3 separate regions of the Zea mays genome follow, and regions 1 and 2 are each linked to region 3. The links are chromatin contacts, called in public Hi-C maps. All regions are on one chromosome and are shown on one strand. The core of a region is the stretch at or near the end of the contact, and the rest is flanking DNA. Distances in the headings are between cores, read along the strand shown. Region 1 holds the start of LOC100216778. Region 2 holds the start of LOC100273597 (putative cytochrome P450 superfamily protein). Region 3 holds the start of LOC100283649 (heat shock factor protein HSF30).

The links. Hi-C and Micro-C count contacts between places; a contact is called where the count stands out from the background.
Region 1: a Hi-C map of ear shows a contact between it and region 3, with 3 times the contacts expected there. The contact joins the promoter of LOC100216778 here to the promoter of LOC100283649 in region 3. A contact is called at or near these places in 2 of 25 Hi-C or Micro-C datasets (both in ear).
Region 2: a Hi-C map of ear shows a contact between it and region 3, with 4 times the contacts expected there. The contact joins the promoter of LOC100273597 here to the promoter of LOC100283649 in region 3. A contact is called at or near these places in 3 of 25 Hi-C or Micro-C datasets (ear, leaf and tassel).

Annotation. Positions count from the first base shown.
Region 1 is chr9:73,635,517-73,638,216 of Zm-B73-REFERENCE-NAM-5.0, forward strand. It overlaps LOC100216778, which reads left to right and starts at 1,423. Exons shown (of 6, transcript NM_001143177.1): 1 at 1,423-1,592. The coding sequence starts at 1,544. LOC118473325 reads left to right here. Exons shown (of 4, transcript XR_004852676.1): 4 at 1-82.
Region 2 is chr9:74,020,665-74,023,364 of Zm-B73-REFERENCE-NAM-5.0, forward strand. It overlaps LOC100273597 (putative cytochrome P450 superfamily protein), which reads left to right and starts at 1,383. Exons shown (of 4, transcript NM_001148013.1): 1 at 1,383-1,684; 2 at 1,811-2,700. The coding sequence starts at 2,063.
Region 3 is chr9:73,819,710-73,822,409 of Zm-B73-REFERENCE-NAM-5.0, forward strand. LOC100283649 (heat shock factor protein HSF30) reads right to left here and starts at 1,354. Exons shown (of 2, transcript NM_001369296.1): 1 at 917-1,354; 2 at 1-799. The coding sequence starts at 1,288. The coding sequence ends at 74.

The DNA of each region.
Region 1 (2,700 bases), core at 173-2,672, 180 kb before region 3:
TGATTTTTAAGAAGTGAACTCGCTACGGTTATTTGAGAGGAGTGAACTTTATGCAATAATTTGTTCGAGCTTTGAGAAGTGATATTCAACTTTTCTATGCAACTCAGATTTCAGAAAACACACATTTCAGATTTCAGAACATACACATAATACACATTTCAGATTTCAGATTTCAGAACATACACATTTCAGATTTCAGATTTCAGAACATACACATAATACACATTTCACATTTCAGATTTCAGAACACACACATAATACACATTTCAGTATTGTCTAACTGATGTAATACTACTGCTACACATAATACACATTTCAGATTTCAGAACATACACATTTCATAATGCATTTCTATGCAACTCAGATTTCAGAAAACACACATTTCAGAACACATTTGTGTGCACCACATATTTCACATTTCAGATTGTAGATTACATTTTAGGTTTCAGAACATAGATCCAGCCATGCATCAGTAGTGCACAGCATGTTTACAAGACCCCTACATTTTTCTACCCAATGACATCTCGCTTTTTCTTCTTCTGGTTATGAACCAATTCCTGCAACATTCCATAGATGGCTTCCTTTTCATGTCGCATAGCTTGTAAGCCAAGTAGTCCTTGTTGTCATCCACCTTGACATCCTAGTAGTTCTAGATCAGACTTAGGGATGGTGGCAATGGCATGGGGTACTATCTACCAGTTCAGCGACGAACATGGTGTGTAACTGAATTTTGTGATCCGCTTCTAACACCTTGTAATACACAACACCAACCTTGTGATCCATGTCTTTCAGCTAGTAAACTGAACATGGCGTGTAACTGAAACTGCACATGGCGTGTAAACTGAACATGGCGTGTAACTAAATTTGCTTGTAAACTGAAACTGCACTTGTTGCATGCCTGTATCCAGAATTGCACAGGCACTGAATTGCTGAATGATTGTGTCCAGAGTGTAAAATTCAGTTCTCGACTGCCATCACTGAGATGAGAATGTACTCTGCAAGTCTGAGCTTATTTGACACTTCCATTCAGACTTCAAAAATTGGCACACTGTGGCTAGGTGGATACACTACAGGTCGGTAGCATTCAGGATGGTGATGGCGCCCGACGAGGGATGACGATGGCGTGACGCTTAGCATGGGCGACAGTGCAGCTCTCCTCGATGGGATACAGACGGCGCGGTGGCGCTCGAGCAGAAATAGCAGAGGTGTTTTCTGTGTCCATGGAAAGCTCTCGGCATGACCTGTGCCGCTGTGCGCTATGATGGGCCTCAACTTTGTGCAGCCCATGTCACTTTTGTATAGTTATCGCTGGATCAACGGTGAAGGGTGCAGATTAGCTGACTGCTCTCTGACGTTGTCTAGTCTGAATCCCACGACCCCACCCCACGCCCGTCTTCCTCGCCTCAACGCCGCCACCCAATCCAACCGCCTGGACGCCACAACCCCGCCCCACCTCGGCGCCGCCGCTCCATCCAACTACCTCGACGCCGCCATCCATCCAACCGCCTCGGTGTCTGCTCCTCAATACCTGGCCGTGTTCAACATGCCCCCTGGAAGGATGGATGGGGCAAGGACATGCAGAGACCTTGGTGGTAAGTGACTTCAAGTTCTTCTCTCATTTACTGCTTTGCTATCGTTGCCCGGCACGGGTCGCCGATGCCGTCGCCTAGCACGGGCCACCGCTGCCGTTGCCCAGCACGGGCCGTCGCTGCAGAGAGATGTCTTTTATCCTTGCAAACACATGTGTATTTTTTGCAGCAGAGAGGTTTGAGGTGCTCAGATCGGATCCCCTATTCTCCTTTTTTATAGATGGATTCTATAGGTTATCTATCGCAGTGGTAAATAGAGATGCATAATTTAGTTATATGCTTATTTTTGTACAGATATTGTTGTCGCTAATGGCATATAGTGATTATCTAAAGATATTATGTCATAAGTTATGATTTTCTATATGATTTTGATAGTAGGAGTGTAGGACAGTACGTTAGAGCATCTCCAACAAATACCAAAAAATTAGCTCCCAAAACACAGACATTGGGATCTCCTTAAAAGTATTTAGGCCAATAAAAAAGGTAGTACTCCAACAGCTCCATATAGTTTACGTAAAACCTGTTTGATCGGTTCACAAATCTCCACCAGTTTGTTACCCGTCGTCCACTCCCACAAATGTTCTAGGTTTATTATTCAAAACGTACATACTGCTCGCTTGAACACATGTATTATTCGGAATGTGTTGTTGAACTGCTCGCTTGAACACAGGTAAAAAAGGTCTGGTTAGTATTCAGAACATATAGGTACAAATTAGTAGCTTAATTATTTACCATTTAGAATTCAGAACATACAAGAACAAATTGCTAGCTTCAACTGCTAGCTTTACTATTTGTGACACACATAGAAGATAACGGTACAGGCACTTCATTATAAATGCAGTTCACATAACAGATTAACAGCACAGGCAAAACACAGGAGTATCAGGCACACATACAGTCTGATTCACAATGTTGTGTTCCAAGTAAAAAATGTAAATATCAAGTGAATTGATTATATGTAACAGAATAACAACTTCAAGAAATCCACTCTAAATAAACACATATGCTGTCCAGTGTGTATTCTTGAACTATAATCAATTCCTTTATAATTTAGTCCATCCATTTCATTTTGTCATACGTTTACATGAATAGCTATTTCATCATGGAGTAC
Region 2 (2,700 bases), core at 133-2,632, 200 kb after region 3:
GGTTCCCGATAAACATCTACAAATTTTTATGTGCTGGTGGAAAATATCACCTAGGATCTGTGTGTTTCGAGCCTGTGTCCATCACTCTATCCATCATCTCTCGAGTACCTGTAAAACCCCAGTCTTGCTACGCAATGACACTTTTATTCTTGTCAATTACGTCGTGGCATCCATTCTTTAAAGAATTTGTGTGGGTCGGGTGTGTGTCGCGGTGGTGTGGGGAGGGGAGGATGTTCACCAATTGTCAAATGCATTTTTTGTAAGACATTAGTTTAAATGCTTTATAGGTCTCGTTATTTTTTGTTTGTATTGTGATTAATTCACCAAAAGTCATAATAGGGTTAGATTTTGTATGGGCCTTCTTCTCCTAAAGGTCCTCAACACTAATCCAATGACTATTTTCTATCTGGCTTCATATGTTGCGGGACTAATGCCGAAGATAATCTTCAGCCGAAACTGCTAACAGACACGTACACGAAGGTAGAAGCATTGGGCGGTTGCCGTGCGTACTCAACTAATGAAGCTAGACTAGACCATAAGGAGTCCTTGAAATTCATTTCGTCGTAGATAGAAGAAGGAAAAGACCACTATACCCTCAGCATGTATGATAGTCTAAATATATAGGCTTAAGGACACGATTGTAAATTCACCGAAGCTATATCCCGTGTCTATAAATAGAGGAACAATGTTTTGCATTGGTGAGACTTTTTTCGATCGGAACTCGATTTATTTCTCTTTATACGAAGGTATAATCTTTTTACCTCTCTCATTGTAATTTTACGAAGCTCAAGGTATTTATGCAAGTTCTTGTTTTATAAACCAAAGAAGAAATATAATTGAGTGACTTCGCTCACGTGTGAATTATATGTCTTTTTATTTAACTCTTATCTGATCACGCATCACTCTTGTCTACAATTAAATGTCTTACTTGTTTATGTAAATTCTCGTCTTCATCCTTTCAATCTACCTTCTCTTTGAGAATGGTGAGTGGAAAAGATGAGGATGAAACTCGATTTAATTGTATTGTCTTGATTTTTGATGTCTTTAGGGGATTGAAATTAAGTGACAACGGATGCATTTTCAGCACTACCGTGTGGTTTAGATGATTTGTTCCAATAGAATAGAATCTGAAACTTATCTGTAGTAATATATTCTTGCAAAAGCAGATGTCGATGCCATGATTCTTGGCTTGACCAGTTTCTGTTATTGTTTTTCTTTGACAACATGGAAAAAAGAACTTTTGCGTCTTCCCCTTTCCCTAGTTGCAAGAATGTGCTCGACACACCGGGTTCCACTCATGTCGTTGGTTACTGCAAACGTCGCAGCACTATCAAGGACAACAAATAAGCCCTTCAGACATCCTACAGTCTCAGGGGACAAACTGCGTATCTTGCGGATTGACAAGAGAGAAAGAGCATAGCAACTAGGATTAGGAAGCTGGGATCATATCATCAATGGAGATGGCAGGCGCCGCAGGAACGGAAGCATGGTTGCCGTACGTGACCACGGTGGCGTCCTGCGCCGTCGGCGTCTTCTTCCTGCTCTACTTCTACGCGCCACACTGGCGGATCAGGGACGTGCCGGGGCCGCCGGCCTTGCCCGTCGTGGGGCACCTCCCGCTGCTCGCCCGACACGGACCTGACGTCTTCGGCCTCCTCGCCAAGAAATATGGCCCGATCTTCAGGTGGCAAAGCCACAACGATAAGATCGAGACTTGATCTTGCAGAATCGAGTGCTCTATTTCAGCACTTCACCTAGTAGATGTTTTCATCAGGATTAAAATGGGAATGAGGTTTAGCCTTGGCTGCAGGTTCCATTTGGGGAGGCAGCCTCTGGTGATCGTCGCTGACCCAGAGCTCTGCAGGGAGGTTGGCGTCAGGCAGTTCAAGCTCATCCCCAACAGGAGCTTGCCGGCGCCGATCGCCGGCTCCCCTCTCCACCAGAAGGGCCTCTTCTTCACTAGGTGACTTTTAGTTCGTTCGTTTTCCTCTACGCATTTGGATCCACGAGCAGGTGCGCCACATAGCATTGCGATCTCGTCAGGGATGAACGGTGGTCGGCGATGAGGAATACAATCATCTCGCTGTACCAGCCATCGCACCTCGCCGGCCTCGTCCCCACCATGCAGCACTGCATCGAGCGCGCCGCGGACGCCATACCGGCGATGGTAGTTCAGGAGAACGGGCTGGTCGATTTCTCCGACCTCTCGCTCAAGCTGGCCACGGACATCATCGGTGAGGCGGCGTTCGGCGTGGATTTCGGCCTCACGGCGAGCGGTCCCGGCTGCGAGGCCGCGGAGTTCATCAGGGAGCACGTGCACTCCACAACCTCCCTGAAGATGGACCTGTCCGCGCCGCTCTCCGTAGTGCTCGGCCTCGTCGCGCCCGCGCTGCAGGGCCCGGTACGGCACCTGCTGAGCCGTGTCCCGGGGACCGCCGACTGGAGGGTCGCGCGGACCAACGCGCGGCTGCGCGCGCGGGTGGACGAGATTGTGGTGTCACGGGCGCGCGGGCGCGGCCAGCACGGCGAAAGGAGGAAGGACTTCCTGTCAGCGGTGCTGGACGCCCGGGACCGCAGTGCGGCGCTGCGGGAGCTGCTCACGCCGGACCACGTGAGCGCGCTCACCTACGAGCACCTCCTCGCCGGGTCTGCCACCACGGCGTTCACGCTCTCGTCGGCAGTGTACCTAGTCGCCGGCCA
Region 3 (2,700 bases), core at 104-2,603:
TGCCAGTGACACAGGCAATGCATGGCTAATAGTGGAGCTAGCTGCACGGTCTCCACCTCGTGGTGATCACTGATCAGGGACTCGGCGAGGCAAGGCAGTCTATCTGCCGCACAAGCTCCGCAACCTCTTTCTCGTCCATCTCCGCCCACGGCTGCGCCAACTCATCAGTGGCAGCCGCGGCGGCCGCGACGAGGTCGTGCACCTCGGCGTCGATCTCCACCTGCTCCTCCCCGAGAAGCTCGTACCATATCATGTCCGTGGCGTTGGCTGTGTTGGAAATCTGCGCCGCTGCAACGGCTGGGATGGAAGCCACACCGACCTCGGCGCCCGCAGCCATCGCCAGCTCCTCGATGTCGAGGACGTCCGCTGGGTCAGGGCCGGCCGCAGCGGCATCGAGCAGCCGCCGCTTCCTGCCGGCCTCTACGTGCGCGCCACAGCGGCGCGCCAGCAGGCCGTCCAAGAAGGCCGGGTTCCGGATGGCGCGCGCCAGGAAGGCGGTGCACTGCTCCTGCCGCCGCTCCGTGCCCCGCACGCGCCGCTCCATGTCCAGCAGCTGCGCGCGGGCCTCCTCCTGCTCGCGCCGCAGCCGCGTCAGCTCCCGCGCCAGCGCCTCCCGGTCCCGCCGCAGCGTTTCGAGCTCGCTGTCACGGTCGCCGCCGGCTCCCGCCGAAGACGGAGATGCTGTGGATCCCGCGGCGCCCCCGCGCCGGCGCCGGATGTTCACGAGGAGGTGTCGCTGCCCCGCGAGGAAGTCGGTGTGCGCGAACTCCCACCTGTCCGGGCTCACCTTGCGGAATCCCTGCACAGCATTGCACGCGCGCGGACGGCAAACGGGCAAAGCACGTCCACGATAAATTAGTAAAGAGAATCAGCAAAATTGAATAGCAGAAGAATCGCATTAGTATACTACACTAACATTGCAATGTTTGTTAATTACGAATTGAGATATGTGATTACGGACGTAGGTGTTGAGCTGCCGGAGGAAGGTGGAGAAGTTGCCGTGCTTGAAGCGGCGCGGAAGGTGCCCCGCCGCGAAGGCGTGTGGATCCCACACCACGAAGCTGTTCCGCGCGGCGCCCCACGATATCACGGCGTCCGTCGCCGGGTCCTCCACAAGCTCGAACGTCTTCGCAAGGAACGGCGGAACCGCGGATCCCACCGGCGTCTGCCAAGGCTCCGGCGCCGCGCCGGCTCCCGGCCAGTGCCCACAAGCATCGCCGTCGCCGTCCAACACCACTACCACTTCGTCTTCCTCCTCCTGCTTGACCGTCACGTCTGGCCGCTCCATCCGGCGGAGGGCGCGGTGGTGAGATGAGTTCGTCGCGTTGAGTATAATAGGCTGGTGGGTGGGTCGGTGTTTTGGCGGGAGACATGGGTGGTGTTCTGCTATTTATAGGAAGGAGACAGAATGTTCTAGAAAGTACGAGAAGGAAGGATTGGAGGAGTAGCCGAGCAGGATCGGTGTCAGATATTTTCTATGGAAGCTTCTCACTGGCGCCAGAGCTCGCGGGAAGGTCTGGGCCTGGGCCGCGAGATAGTTTTGCTGCCTCGGTGGAGCGTCGTCTGGTCATTGGATTTCAAATTTTTTATCCTTTCTTTGCATGATTTTCTTTTATAGTGCTGCTACTCTGAATGATTTTGATTTGATTGATGGGATCGTGCTGGTCTGCCTTCAAACTGCTATAACATATATATATATATATAATATAATACTATAAAAACTGTACAAATCGATATAAATGAAAGCCAAACAAACAAACTATTTATCATGAATACAACGAAATCAGTACTCCTAATTGAATTTTTGTGTGAGTCTAATTTAATTTAATTAGAAAATCACTTAGATGTTTAGACTCTTTTAACTCTTAAACCGTCGTATTTACTTTGGCGAGTGGTTTTGGCTAAAGTTCTTTGTGGCACCACGTTTGGCACGAGAGCGATAGTTCTAGAAGATCAATTGGATTTTATAAAATGAAATGTAGAAAAAAATTAAAAATACATTTTTAGAACAATTAGTGAATTTTGAAAATATCTAAATCTGATTCTATGTTCTAAAATTTTGTTTCCTCCTGAGAAATATATAAAACTGGTTTCATATATGTTAAAGATACTCCACCTGAGAAATATATAAAACTGGTTTCATATATATATTTTAAAGATAATGTTCTAATACCATGAGGATTGAGCCACATCATCAAGCCATGTGACCTCTTTGTTGAGGAGGCACATTACGGTACGGTCTACAGTTTCGTTGGCCTATTTCTCTTGTCATGTGACAAAAAGATCAAGTGAGCCTGTTTGAATATCACGAACTAAATTTTAGTTCCATCATAAGAAATATTTGAATACTAGTTAGAAATATTATAATTAGTGAAAGCATCTAGATTCTTGGTTGATTTTAGTGATTAATGACAACATAAAATTATATGTGACTAATGTGTGTTTTGCAGAGAAAATGGTAAATTAGATCACATTACAGGAAGTTGCGCTGCAACGGTGAAAACAATCCCTCAAATGAGAACTTAAAGCGACAGCTGAAAAAGGCGAATCAAAAGATGAAGGTCTTCATATTCCAAGTATCGAAGGAGTTGTGGACAGTTGGTATAGAGTTAGGTATTCTATTATTATTTTAGCTGGTTGTGGATGAGTAGTTTGATCAAGAGAATTCTAGTGTAGTGTTGGTGCTTATTCACACTCACA